2 separate regions of the Zea mays genome follow, and region 2 is linked to region 1. The links are chromatin contacts, called in public Hi-C maps. All regions are on one chromosome and are shown on one strand. The core of a region is the stretch at or near the end of the contact, and the rest is flanking DNA. Distances in the headings are between cores, read along the strand shown. Region 1 holds the start of LOC100191430. Region 2 holds the start of LOC100275635.

Region 1 (3,273 bases), core at 407-2,906:
GCGGACGCGCGGCCAACGATTTCGACGGGGATTGTTCAGATCCACCCACCGGGAAGAAGGAACGGCTGACAACATGGTCCCGTCTGTCAGTGTCCGGGAGCGGAACAACGAGCCCGAGCTTCCTGGCTGATGCGCGCACACACACGGTGGCTGACGAGCGGGACCCAATGTCATCCACCCGAGCAGCATGGCGGCTGGGGTTGGCGGCTTGGCGCTGTGGAAGCGCTGGTGGGCTAGTTGGATGGTTGTTGGGCCGCACGGCTGAGGGAGAAATGGGCCGACTGAAGAACAATCGGCCCAATCGCAGCCAGATTTGTTTATTTCCTTTTCTGTTTTTAGTTTTCCTTTGTATTATTCTCCTTTTGAATTTCAAACTTGAATTCAAGCATTTGTGGCGCATTCTGTACCCAACATTTAGGTGTATAGTTTGATCATACTACTTATAGAATAAATTTATTTATTTATAATTTTTTTTGTATTGTGTAATATTTTTCTCCTTCTATTTTTAATCCCAATGTTAATTTGGGTTCCAATTCAAATCTCAATTCATTATTATATTTTTTTATTGGTACTAGTGTTATTATTCAATGCACAATCGAATGAACTCCAACATGATACATTAGGTATACATATTTATTCTAATTAATTTATTTGTTTGCTAAACGTTTGAACTATAAAGCACACTCATATTGCCTTCTTTCATTTTAGGAAAATAGTATTTTGCTTGTGAAATAGGGAGTAAAAGTTACTTCAAATTTATTATTCATGTAAATAAAGGATTATGGTGCATTATTTGATGATATGCATAATTATTTAGTTGGATAGGAATCTTTTCTATTAATTCTTTTCTAAAATATTTCTTGGTTTCCAAAATTGAGTCCTCAAATTCCCATACTCAAATGTAATTTAAGTTTACTATTTTATTACCTCATATTTTTATTTTATTATTATTATATTTTTTTTCTATACACCTTTTAGGCCTTACAGGAAGACGGACGGCGTTTTGCTTGGAGACATGCTGCGCAAAACTTCTGACCGCTGCCTTCTCAGCCCAAAATCTCATACGCCGACGAACGACCTGAGTATTGATGAGTAGTCAGACACATAAATCCGTGGCGACGGTACTCATCGCCTGCTCGAAAAAACGCGGCGGGCACCGTGAAAAGCGCCCGAAAACGGCAGAAATGCTCGCGCGCCGGGGACGAAAACCGCGGGGTTGCCGCGCCCGCCCACCCGCCCGCATGCGGCCTGGGGGCTCTCCGGCGGCTACCTGGGCTGCCTGGCCCGCAGAGAGACACGGCCCGACGCCCTTCACCTTACCATTGCGTCTCGCGACTCTCGCCATTTTCCTGCTTACGCACACGCGAACCTTGTGTGCGCTGCAGCTGGGCACACCGACACTTCCCTCCGTCCGGCCCCGCATGCCAGCCTGTGCCCTCTCGCTGTCCCCACCCACCACACCGCGTCTCACGTCTCTCTCGCTCCTTCCGTCGGCTGGCTAGCTTGGCTTTGGCTCTGCTTCCCCGACCTGTCCTCCATCCTCTCTCTCTCTCTTCACTGATAAGCAAGCTCTCACACACACACAGTCGCACGCCTCACTCTGCTCTCTCTCTCTCTCTCTCTCTCTCTCCATAGTCCATACTACAAAGCAGGAAAAAACACACACACACAAAAGAAAGGCTCACAATACCCACCTCCATTTAGCTACTACTACTCCCTCGCTGTCTTCCCCAACCAACAAATCGACCTAGCTAGGCACAAGAGCGCTAGACGCCGCAGCGCAGCACGCACCACCCACCGAGCGGCGGCGGAGGCAGGGCAATCCGCAGGGAGCAGAGGCCGCGCGCGCAGGCATGGGCGCGCCGGTGCACGGCGCCCTCGCCTTGTTCCTCCTGCTCCTGGTGGGGGCAGGGGCGGCGCCCGAGGAGACGGCGCCGCAGGAACCCACATTGCCAGCCACCGGCTCCGGCGCTACCGGCGCAGCGGCGGTCGGAGTCAACTCCAACTCCGTGCTGGTGGCGCTGCTGGATTCGCACTACACGGAGCTGGCGGAACTGGTGGAGAAGGCGCTGCTCCTGCAGACGCTGGAGGACGCCGTCGGGAAGCACAACGTCACCATCTTCGCGCCGCGGAACGAGGCGCTGGAGCGGGACCTGGACCCGGAGTTCAAGCGCTTCCTGCTGGAGCCGCGCAACCTCAGGTCGCTGCAGGCGCTGCTGCTCTACCACGTCCTCCCCTCGCGCCTGCCCTCCGACTCCTGGCCCGCGGCGTCCCACCCCACGCTGTCCGGCGAGGAGGTCGAGCTCGGCGCCGGCATGCGCGTCGGCCACGCCGCCGTCACGCGCCCGGACGCCGTGCTCAGGCCCGACGGGGTCATCCACGGCATCGAGCGCCTCCTCGTGCCGCGCTCCGTGCAGGAGGACTTCAACCGCCGCCGCAGCCTCGCGGCGATCTCGGCCGTGCTGCCCACGGGCGCGCCCGAGGTGGACCCCAGGACGCACCGCCTCAAGAAGCCCGCGCCGCCGGTGGCCCCCGGCGCGCCCCCCGTGCTCCCGGTCTGGGACGCCATGGCGCCCGGCCCCTCCATCGCCCCCGCGCCGGCGCCTGGCCCGGGCTCCGGGAAGCACCACTTCGACGGCCACAGCCAGGTCAAGGACTTCATCCAGACGCTGCTCCTCTACGGCGGCTACAACGAGCTCGCCGACATCCTCGTCAACCTCACCTCCCTCGCCACCGAGATGGGCCGCCTCGTCTCCGAGGGCTACGTCCTCACCGTGCTCGCCCCCAACGACGAGGCCATGGCGCGCCTCACCACGGACCAGCTCAGCGAGCCCGGCTCGCCCGAGAACATCCTCTACTACCACATGATCCCCGAGTACCAGACCGAGGAGTCCATGTACAACGCCGTGCGCCGCTTCGGCAAGGTGCGCTACGACACGCTGCGCCTGCCGCACAAGGTCGTGGCGCGGGAGGCCGACGGCTCCGTCAAGTTCGGCCAGGGCGAGGGCTCCGCCTACCTCTTCGACCCGGACATCTACACCGACGGGAGGATCTCCGTGCAGGGCATCGACGCCGTGCTGTTCGCGCCGGACGACACCAAGGCCACGCAGACAGCCGACCCTAACAGGAAGCCTCCCGCCATCGTCACCCACAAGAAGAAGATCAAGCTCCGGCGAGGTCAGTGCCGTGCCTACCTTCAGATCTGGGCCTGCTCCTTTATGTCCCTACTCGTATCATTAGTATTACAGATTGCTCAACAGTATCGTGTCACTA
Region 2 (3,184 bases), core at 265-2,764, 240 kb before region 1:
TGTCCAGAAAAGACTTGCCAACATTTCATTTTTACCAAAGACAGCAGGAAAACCTTTCTATCAGGTGAATCCCTGCAATGTGACTGAATACTCCAAATGTGCCCAAATAGGACCTTTAACTAACAAAATCGATGATATTTAAACAGAAAAGAGTTCGATGACAATGACCAATGGGGTTAGCAAGATGTGTACCTTGCATATCCTGATCACTGAGAAACTGCTCGCAGGCACTAGCGCTTTCTTCACAATGGCTCTCTGCTCAGCAACCATCTCCCAGCAGAGCCGCCGCGCCATCTCCCTGGCCATCACCAGCTGTGCCCTCTCCGCCCGCAGAGCGAAGATCTCCCTCCGCAGGGCCGCCCTGTCCGCCTCCAGCGCCTCGACCCTTGCATACAGCCCCCCCGAGTTGCCGTCCCCCACGTACTGTGCAACCACAGACGTAGCTGGCTTCGTTGTACTCGCGCAGGTAACATCCACCGTATACTCGAATTCCTTCTCCACGGGGGACGACGGCTCCTCCGCGTCGTCGGCGTCGGCGTCGGCATCCTCCTCGTCCTCCCCGCGGTCATTGCCAACGACCATGGCTTTCACCTCCATGCCACTGCCCGAGTCGCGAACGTTCCGCTCCACCTGCAGCGCGGCCATGCCGATCTGCTCCACGTCTTCGGCGCCCACCTCCTCGTACGAGTACGACTCGTCATCGTCGTCGTCGGTGAAGGAGTCCGGGTCGATGCCGTGGGACTGGAGGCGGGAGTGGTAGGAGGCGGCGAGGTCGGAGAGCGAGGCGAGCTCCTCCTGGACCTCGCGCTCCCTGTCCTCGCGGCTCTCGGCGTAGCGCTTGAACTGGCGGGCCTCCATCTGCGCGGCGGCCTTCTCCCGCTGCAGGCGCTCGATCATGAGCATGGCCTCGCTGGCCGCCGTCTCCGCGGAGGCCCGCTCGGCGTCGAGCTCCTGCCGCAGGCCCCGCGCCGCGTCCTCCGCCGCCTCCTTCTCCCCGCGCAGCCGCGCCGCCGCCGCCTCCAGCTCCTCTACCCGCCGGATCAGCCCCTCCGCCGCCGCCTCTCCTGCCCCCGGACCCGACTTGGGCGACAGCTCCGGCGACCGCGCCGGCGGCCTCCGCTTCAGGGACCGCCGCGACGGCGACGGGTCCGCGACCGGATCCATGGAGGCATGAAGTAAGCGGCCGGGGGGGTGGGGGGACTCGCGTCTGCCAAATCGCAAGCCCTGATCCCGCCGCTGTTGGGAGCAGCTAACGGCTGGCGGGAGCGCGGCTTCCTGCTGTGACACTGAGACGATGGCGCGGTGGCTGGTGGCGTCTGTTGGAAGCGACGTGAGCTAGGCTGGAGCAGCTGGATTAGGAAAAGGTGGCAGCATCAAGTCGAGATGTGATTGGGCATTGGTGAGAGTAGATGGATTCCATCGCATTGCGTTATTCTGCTACTGTAGTATACGGGTGAGCTTTCCACGTCGCCGTTTACGCCAAACACAAACCGTTTCCTTCCTTTCCGTCCCATTGGAAGCAAAGCGAGGGCGCCAGCAGGAGAGGAGGGAGGTCAGACGAGCACATCGAATAGACGATTCCGGGGAAAGGGGCGGCTGCACCTGCACGGAGTCGGAGCTGGTAGTGTGTGCAGTGTGGACGGCCACGACTATTTTGAGAATTCTAATTTTTTATGGGATTTTCATTTTTTTAAGAAAAATTAATTTATTTTTTCTTGAGAAAATAAAAATTCCTTAGAAAGCTTACAAACTAGCTCTAACAGCGGAAAGTCGTGCGGGGTAAAGAATCCGGTGCGAATTTCACGTCGCCGGCGGCAGCAAACAGTATCTGGCCACGTATCGTTTTTTCCGGCCATTTGCAGGTGGAATGGAATACGACACGAGTCGTACTCCTACTCCGAGTACCTGACGAGTGTTAGGTAGTTCGTACATGTTCGTAAACAAATTTGAAAATGCAATTTTGAAATACTGTAGTTTTGTTTTGAGATACCATAGTTTACAATGGTACATGACAAAAATACTACGGTATTGCTTTACCATAGTAAAACTAAAGTATTGTTCAAAACCGAGATCTGTTTGGTTTTATTGAAAAAACAAAGTATATGTAGAGAGAAGAGAAAAAAACCGAGGTCATGAGTAGAGTTTCGAAAACTCCAAAAATACCACAGTTTTGGGTAAACCATGGTATTTAAAACTGAGTTTTGACTATACAAACCAAACACCTTTTGAGCTCAAATACTATAGTATCATCACATCAAATAATATAGTATTGTTTCAAAACTGCAAAAATACTATGATTGGCCCAAGTTTAGCAGTTCGGCGACGGAAACGGCGCGGAAACTGCTGTGTTTAGTCATCTCGTGTGGTCGCCCGCCGCTCCGGTTGTCGTTCGTTGCTTCTCCCCTCTCCGGGGTGGATCAATGATTCGTCGCGGACATCAGACAGGTCTCCGCGTTGACGACGGTTGTGCACGTTATTACTGGATTAGGCCAGGTTCTCTTCTTTTTTTTATCACGAACTACCACTATAAAATGGAGCTAGTTTATTTCTGAATTCTGAACCTATAAAAGCTGGACTAAAGATAGCCCTAAAGCCGACGGATCGGTCGATGGTGGCGCCGCCGTACCTAACACGGCTTGTCGCTGATTGATGACTAGTGCTGAATCCTGCATCAAGTTCGAAAGCAAGGCCGGTCTAGTTTATGCTAATTTCAGCTCTGTGCTTTCCGCACATCTGTCCTCGTCCACACATCGTCTATTGATGATGACCACTTGATACAGTGAACGCAAAACGGTTCAGTACAGCCATGACACGAGGGTGTTGAGATATCTCTTTCTGGTGTATTTATCCTCGGTTGCTTGGTTCGGCAGATTAGGTTGTTATATATATATTTTTTCCCCCTCGGTAAGTTTTTCTAGCCTGTTGTATTTAGGTTATTGCTCTAAACAAACGGGATAAGATCAACATTTGTAACGCCACGTTAGGACGGTTTTCAAATAACACGTACAACGACCTGTGCGGAGGCTCTAGGCTTTCCTAATTTCATTATTTCACAGGAAAAAAAGTTCTCTACGGCTAGTGGTAGGGATGCGGCTTTGTAGCCTGATTTAAGATTTAGGCTCTATCTATCAATGATCGATAGTTGTTTGTTTCTTTCTGCTCTAACATGATCTAAATAGATAAT

What was found. A called contact is a pair of places that touch in the nucleus more often than the background predicts.
Region 2: a Hi-C map of ear shows a contact between it and region 1, with 2.3 times the contacts expected there. The contact joins the promoter of LOC100275635 here to the promoter of LOC100191430 in region 1. A contact is called at or near these places in 6 of 25 Hi-C or Micro-C datasets (ear, endosperm, leaf and 1 more).

What each region holds. Positions count from the first base shown.
Region 1 is chr1:292,773,036-292,776,308 of Zm-B73-REFERENCE-NAM-5.0, reverse strand. LOC100191430 reads left to right here and starts at 1,656. Exons shown (of 2, transcript NM_001136863.1): 1 at 1,656-3,177. The coding sequence starts at 1,854.
Region 2 is chr1:293,014,512-293,017,695 of Zm-B73-REFERENCE-NAM-5.0, reverse strand. LOC100275635 reads right to left here and starts at 1,514. Exons shown (of 3, transcript NM_001149682.2): 1 at 193-1,514. The coding sequence starts at 1,164.